2 separate regions of the Sus scrofa genome follow, and region 1 is linked to region 2. A link is a contact called in public Hi-C data. All regions are on one chromosome and are shown on one strand. The core of a region is the stretch at or near the end of the contact, and the rest is flanking DNA. Distances in the headings are between cores, read along the strand shown. Region 1 holds the start of LRRC24 (leucine-rich repeat-containing protein 24). Region 2 holds the start of ZNF7 (zinc finger protein 7).

What was found. Hi-C and Micro-C count contacts between places; a contact is called where the count stands out from the background.
Region 1: a Hi-C map of epiblast stem cells shows a contact between it and region 2, with 1.9 times the contacts expected there. The contact joins the promoter of LRRC24 here to the promoter of ZNF7 in region 2. A contact is called at or near these places in 1 of 5 promoter capture datasets (fetal skeletal muscle), 2 of 47 Hi-C or Micro-C datasets (epiblast stem cells and liver) and 1 of 2 datasets of contacts at active chromatin or transcription factors (alveolar macrophages).

What each region holds. Positions count from the first base shown.
Region 1 is chr4:275,932-279,095 of Sscrofa11.1, reverse strand. LRRC24 (leucine-rich repeat-containing protein 24) reads right to left here and starts at 1,464. Exons shown (of 5, transcript XM_003125437.3): 1 at 1,212-1,464. C4H8orf82 (UPF0598 protein C8orf82 homolog) reads right to left here. Exons shown (of 3, transcript XM_021090544.1): 1 at 3,004-3,164; 2 at 2,359-2,407; 3 at 548-2,083. The coding sequence ends at 1,638.
Region 2 is chr4:157,920-160,861 of Sscrofa11.1, reverse strand. It overlaps ZNF7 (zinc finger protein 7), which reads right to left and starts at 1,645. Exons shown (of 5, transcript XM_013987971.2): 1 at 1,533-1,645; 2 at 62-106. The coding sequence starts at 64. It overlaps LOC110260418 (a long non-coding RNA gene), which reads left to right and starts at 1,721. Exons shown (of 2, transcript XR_002343668.1): 1 at 1,721-2,869.

The sequences.
Region 1 (3,164 bases), core at 215-2,714, 120 kb before region 2:
TCTGGGAAACTTATTAGAGAATTGGGGGATGAGACAAACAATAGGAAAGCCAGTTCAGAAGCTGTGGGCCTGTGTTCTCCGTGCTGGTCCCCAGACAGTGCATCTATCTCTGGGGTAAGCAGGGCCCTGGAATGGCTGGGGTGTAAAAGGACCTTGGGCCACCAGCTGGTTTTCTAGCATAGTTTCCCAGGTAGGCTCTGGAAGCAGTGACCACCTGGACTAGGAAGGAATGTGTGGTGTGTTGAGGTTTATACACAAGCAGCTGTGAGCGTGGAGAGAAGGCTAGTTCTGGGTACAAGGTGACCCGTGTTAAAGGTGGGGCCTGCACTGAGAAGCCAGCCAGTCTGGAGACAGGGATGATGGGGCTGAGGGTGTGTCATCACCTAGCCTCATGGCCCACCTCAGATGGTCCTTGCTCTGGACACCTGCCTGTCCACCCAGTCTCCCTGTTAGGGAGAGTGAGTCATGTGAGAAGGCGCCAACTGGGCTTGGTGGTGTTTAAATCTTGCTCTAAATGCTAACTCGAATTTAAAATCACTAGAGAGAAGTAGGCACAGCAAAAGTTTTAATGGAACAGTTTTGGCCCAGGCAGAGGCACTTCCCAGATGTCTCAGAATGTGTGAACCCCAAGAAGTTGGGGGCATTCTCTGAGCCCCTGGGATCCATCTTCTTGAGCAAAAGGGCCCCCACCAGGCTTCCAGGGGCAAGGCCTTGCAAATAGGGAAGATTCTTGGCCTCCTCATGACTCAGGGGACTGCTGTTCAACCGGACACCGGCTAGGTGCTGATTCGTGTAGATGGGCTGGCCTGGGCAGGGTTGAGGACCCAAGCAGGAAAAGCAGGGGAGGCCAGCCCAGAAATCCTTTTACCCAGAGGACAACCCCCTAATCTGCCCAGGCAGGGGTGGAGCGTCACACACCGGACGCCTGCCACTGCCTCCAAGGGACCCATCTGTGCGGGGGCGGGGGGGGGGGGCGTTAAGGGAGGAAGCCCCACAACGCCCTCGGGCGCAATGCGAGGCCTGAGCCGGGTCCCTGGCTCTCCCAAGATGTCCCCTGCATCCCCAGCAGCGCGGTCTGTCCGGGCCGGTTCAGGACAGGGCGTGGTCTCCGCCAGGTCACACGCCCTTCTCGGTGAGCGGCGGGGACAGAGCCGGGACGGCCCCTGATCCCGCCCCCACGCCCGCTGACCTTGAGTCGGGCGCCCCCTCACCTGACGCTCTCGCGGCTTGGCTCCCCCGCCGAACCCCGGCCCACCGAGCAGCGCCGGGCGGGGGAGGGGCGGGCGCCGCTCGCGCTCACGCGCTGGAGCCCCCGCGCTTCCCGCCCGCCGCCCAGGTCTGCTGTCGCGAGCGCGGGCCGAACCAGAGGACGCCGAGGACGCCCCAGGCCGGGGATGAGGGGAGGGAGCAGAGCGCGGGTGACCCCGGCCCTCCCCGCGTTGGGGCTCGGGCCGCGGCAGCACCTCGGACAGCGCCGGGTGGGGCGGGGCCGCGGAGCACCTCCGCCGCGCACGCGTACTCAGCCGGCGCGCTCTCCGGGTGGCGCTTGCGCAGCGACGCGGCCCGGGGGGTGCGGGGGCGCTGGGGGCCGCTGGGGGGGCCGGGGGCCGGGGGCCGGGGGGCAGGCAGCCAGCAGCTCAGCGCGGCGGGGCGGCAGGCAGCAGTGGGGCCAGGTCCATAGTGAGGGCGAAACGGCAGCCCTGCCAGCGCACGTGCGAGGGCAGCTCCGGCGCGCCAGGCGCGTACTCGAAGCAGGCGCTGAGCTCGAAGGCTAGGGCTGATCGCACCAGACCCACGCCGCCCGCGCGCTCCGGCGCTGGGTGGTAGAGGCGCCCGTTAGCGGCTAGGGGTAGCAGGCGCGCTGGCTCGAAGGGTACGGTCAAGGCCTCGCCGCCGCCACAGTAGGAGAGGCGCGGGGGCTCGGGGCCCGCCGCCAGCAGGTGCGTGAAGACCACGGGCCGGTCCTCGCAGCGTAGGAAGTTGCGCTCCCTGCCGCAGGGCGAGAGGAAGGGGAAGGAGGTCTCGTAGCGGCCGCTGCGGTTGGGTCTTAGGCGAGAGAAGAAGAAGACCAGGAACTGTGGGTCTGGGGAGGAGGGTCAAAGAGCGTGACTGCTCAGCATGTCCGGCCCAGAGCCTCCAGGACCCTACTGCCCCAGGCAAGCGGCTCGCCCTGGGTCACACCAAGGGCTGGGGCCGGCTGTGGGAAGGCCAGCCAGGCCTCACTCTAGACAGGGGCTTTAGAGCACAGGGCGGCCAGTCCCCTGCAGCGGGCAGACCTGCCGGCAGGTTGGTCAGCAGGGCCCTTCAGGGCTTTCCCGGAAGGGAGAGGGAAGGTAGGGGAGGAGGACGCATCACTACCTTTGAAGCAGGTGATGAAGTTCTTCATTTTGGAGTCATCCAGGAAAAGCTGCAGACAGAGGAGCAGGCCATGGCCTTTGAGCCCTAGGTGGAAGCCGGACAGAGCTGCCCCCCGGGGGGGGGCGAAAGGACCTGAGGTCGGGCCTGTGTCCGCTTTCCTTGATGGCTGTGCACACGGTGTGCAGGGAGGCACGTGGAAGGCAAACCTGGAGGCCCTACCGACCTCCCCACATCTACCCTGGCCTTGCTTTCTCATGCGGTTTCTCTAGGCTGGCGTGCCTTTCCCGCGCTTCTTCCTCCTTTCACGTGTCTAATGAGATGGGCCCCCTCCTCTGCGGAGGCTATATGACTTGCTTCCTCCCGTGTGTGGTGGATGCCCCCACCAGGGCTTCCAAAGCAGGCCGGGGGGCGCGGCTGGGGCTGCGGGACCTGGGGCTGCAGAGCGCTGGCGCGGCCACCTGCGGGAGGCTGGCCTCTTGGCCAAGCCCTCTGGAGCCGGGAGCCCCGGTCATTTCAGCGCGCCGCCCCAGCTCGGCGGTCTGTTCACCTGCTTTAGAGACCCTGCCCCTCAGCCGCGCCTCCGCAGGCGCCCAGCACCCGGCGCCGCCCCTGTCACAGCCCCCCTCAGTCCCCTGCCCAGCCCACCTGGCCCTGGTGGTCCACGTAGTAAAAGTACTCGCGAGTCCGCGGCTCTGGGCTCTGACCCTGCGTGTAGGAGACTCCCTGGCCCCCGCCGTACGCCCGGGACCCCGAGGACCGTGCCCAGCCAACGGTCCAGGCCTGCAGGGCCCCTCGTGTCGCCCACA
Region 2 (2,942 bases), core at 396-2,895:
GCCCAGAGGACGTAAGGGCCCTCACTGGATAAGCGAGGGAACAGGGAAGTCAGGCTCCTACCATGAGGCTCGGTGGGCGGGCTTCCACGTGTCCGGGACGAGAGACCTGTGGGCAGTTATGAAAGGGTCAGAGGTCAGGGTGCTGGAGGCCCCAAGCCCTAATTTCCAGGCTAATCTTGGGGGTACTGCCTTCTCCCATCCTTTACCTCCAACCCCAGGTGTTCTCTGGCAGGGATGTGAGGCAGGGCCAAAGCAGCCATGGCACTTGATTATCTGCCCCTCGAAGCTTCATTCACCTTTCAGAGTTTGCGCAGAGTGCAAATCACTCTGAAACACGAAAGGGGGGGGCACATGTACCAGGTGCTCAACTAAGCAGTGAAGAAGGACTCTGCCTTCATGAAACAGTCTAGTGGAGGAAAGACTTAAATGACCACTCCACCAAACACCAAGTTACACCTGTGATAACAGCACCGAAGTACAAGGAGCCCTGAAAGCATTTAAACTTGGAAACTCCAACTTCGTCTGATGGGTCACCTCCCTTGGCACTAATGCAGCCAAGATAATGGAGATGAAAAGGCCACTTAGGGCAGCAGGAACGGCACATGCAAAGGGCATGAGGCAGGAAGGAAGAGGGCTAATGAGCCGGGGCGGGGGGGGGGGGGGGGGGCTGGATCACAGGCATCAAGAGGAAGCAGGAAGGACAAGAACCAGGAGGATAAAGAGGCTGTCCCCACCCAACAACTTGGCCCCTCCCCAGGGAGGTCAGAATGAAAAGCGGGGTTCCTAGGTGAGCGTTTGGCTCAAAAAGTGGCTTGAGGGGGAGTGCCCTAGTGGCCTAGTGGTTAGCACTATGGCCCAGGCTCAACCCCTGGTCTGGGAACTGAGATCCCCACCTCAAGCTGCTGGTCACCACGTCCAAAAAAACCCCAAAACAAACAAACAAAACTACTTGAGGGCAGAAACCCCAGGCCGTGAGCACAGCGAGGGTGACCCAGTCAGCAGTGACCACTGCCAGGTGGGTGCCCATCTCGGCCTGGCCAGGAGACATGTGGCTGCCAGTGCTAGTTTCTGGGTCCCTTGCAGAGAAATGCAGGCCTCGAGCAGCAGCCAGAATTCTGAGAAGGTAAACAGCCTACCCCACCCACGGCACAGCCGTTTTGCCACTAGGTCTTCGAGGGGCGGAATAAAAAGCTCCTAGAGGGGAGTGGTTGTGCAGGAAGAAGCTGAGAGCCCCTTGGAGCACGCAGAGACCTGGCGGGAAGGTGACGAGGCTGCCACGAGGCCGGATCCGCGGGACTCCACCTTCCGCCTCCACCGGCCTCGGCCAAGGCTCGACCACCGCCCTGCCAGTCGCCCACGGACTCTGCAAGACGCCCGCGCGACCCGTGCTTCTTTGCGGACAGGCCCGCGGAGCGAAAGGCCCGCAGTGTCGGAGGCGGGACGGCGCGGGGCCCTCCGGCAGCCACCCCGCCCGCGGGCGTGGAGCACGTGGGCCGCCCGGACCCTCACCCACGTCCGTCGCACCGACTCACCCTCCCCAGGGCCGCCCGAGGCTCTACGAGCGCGACGACGCCGGAAACGGGCCTCGGGCGCCCGCTCTCTCGCACAACTTCCGGCCGTTCTGGGCAGCTCGGAGGCTCGGGCGACTCGGTGGTTCCCAGCCCCGCCTCCCGGGAGCCAGAGCAGGGGCGGGGCCAGGTCGCGGGAAAGGACGCAGCTCCGAGAGGGCGGGGCCGTAGCCCGGTAAGGGGCGGGGTCACAGCGAGACGGGCGGTGGGGCGGAGCCGAGGCCCAGGAACGGAGGTGGAGGAGCAGACCCGGGCGACGCGGCCCGCGAGCGAGAGGGTCGTCCGGGTCAGTCCAGCGCAACTCGGGTCACCAGTCCCAGGGCCCTGGTCCCCTTATTGGATCTATGTCTGGGTTTGCTGAAGCACCCGCTGGGCCCAGGACTGCAGAGACGCCCCTACCCAGGCTGTGCCCCGGGTGGAGGGGGACAGGGGGAACGGCTTCATCGCGGGGTTCGGGGCAGGACAGCTCAGGACCTGCGGAGATACTGGATGGTGTAGGATCCCAGGCCAAAGGTGGCGCACCCTGAGATCAGGTCAGACTTTTTCCTCCCTGCGCCCCACCCATCCCCAGCTTCTTGTGGACCCCGGAGCCGTCTGTTCTGGGAGTTCTTCCAAACCCACTCTCTGTGCTGTATGTGGGGGCAGCGGTCACCTCAGCTTCCTTGGGACTGACCGGAGCCTCCCCCTCAGCAGCCCAGCTCCCTGCAGCCTTGAGGAGGGCGCTGCCTGCGTCTTTGGGAGCCTCAGCTTCCCCTCCGGTTCCGGGCCTTGGAGTGCTGGTCTGCAGCTGCGGCCTGACTCTGTGCCCGGCCTGACCCTCGTTCACACTGCACACCCCTGGAGGCAGGACAGAAAGTGTGCACAGCGAAGACCCTGACACCCTACTGGTTGATGATCCAAATCCCGAGGTCCCTCTCAGAGTCCGGTGAGATCCAGAGCCAGCTAGAGGAAGAAAGTGGCCGCGTCAGCTCCCGAAAGGCCGTCTGGGTGAGGTTGAAAGGAAAAGCCAACAGGAGTTCCCATCGTGGGGCTTCGGAAACAATCCGACCAGGAACCATGAGGTTGCGGTTTCCATCCCTGGCCTGGCTCAGTGGATTAAGGATCCGGTGTCTCTGTGGCTATGGTGTAGGCCGGCAGCCGTAGCTCCCATTCGACCAGCAGGCTCTCGGGTCCACCTCCTCTCCCCGTGGTCCTGTGCTGCCTCTTCCTACCCTGCTCCTCAGCAGCTCAGTGCAACTCTCCTGTCCCCCGCATCCTCCCTGGTCGCACGCAGAGAGCATCTGTGCAAAGACAACAGACGCGTGAGTGGACAATGGGAAAGGAGAGGGACATGCCTGCTTCCCAGCTGCCCTCCAGGTCCTAAGCCCCAGCCAA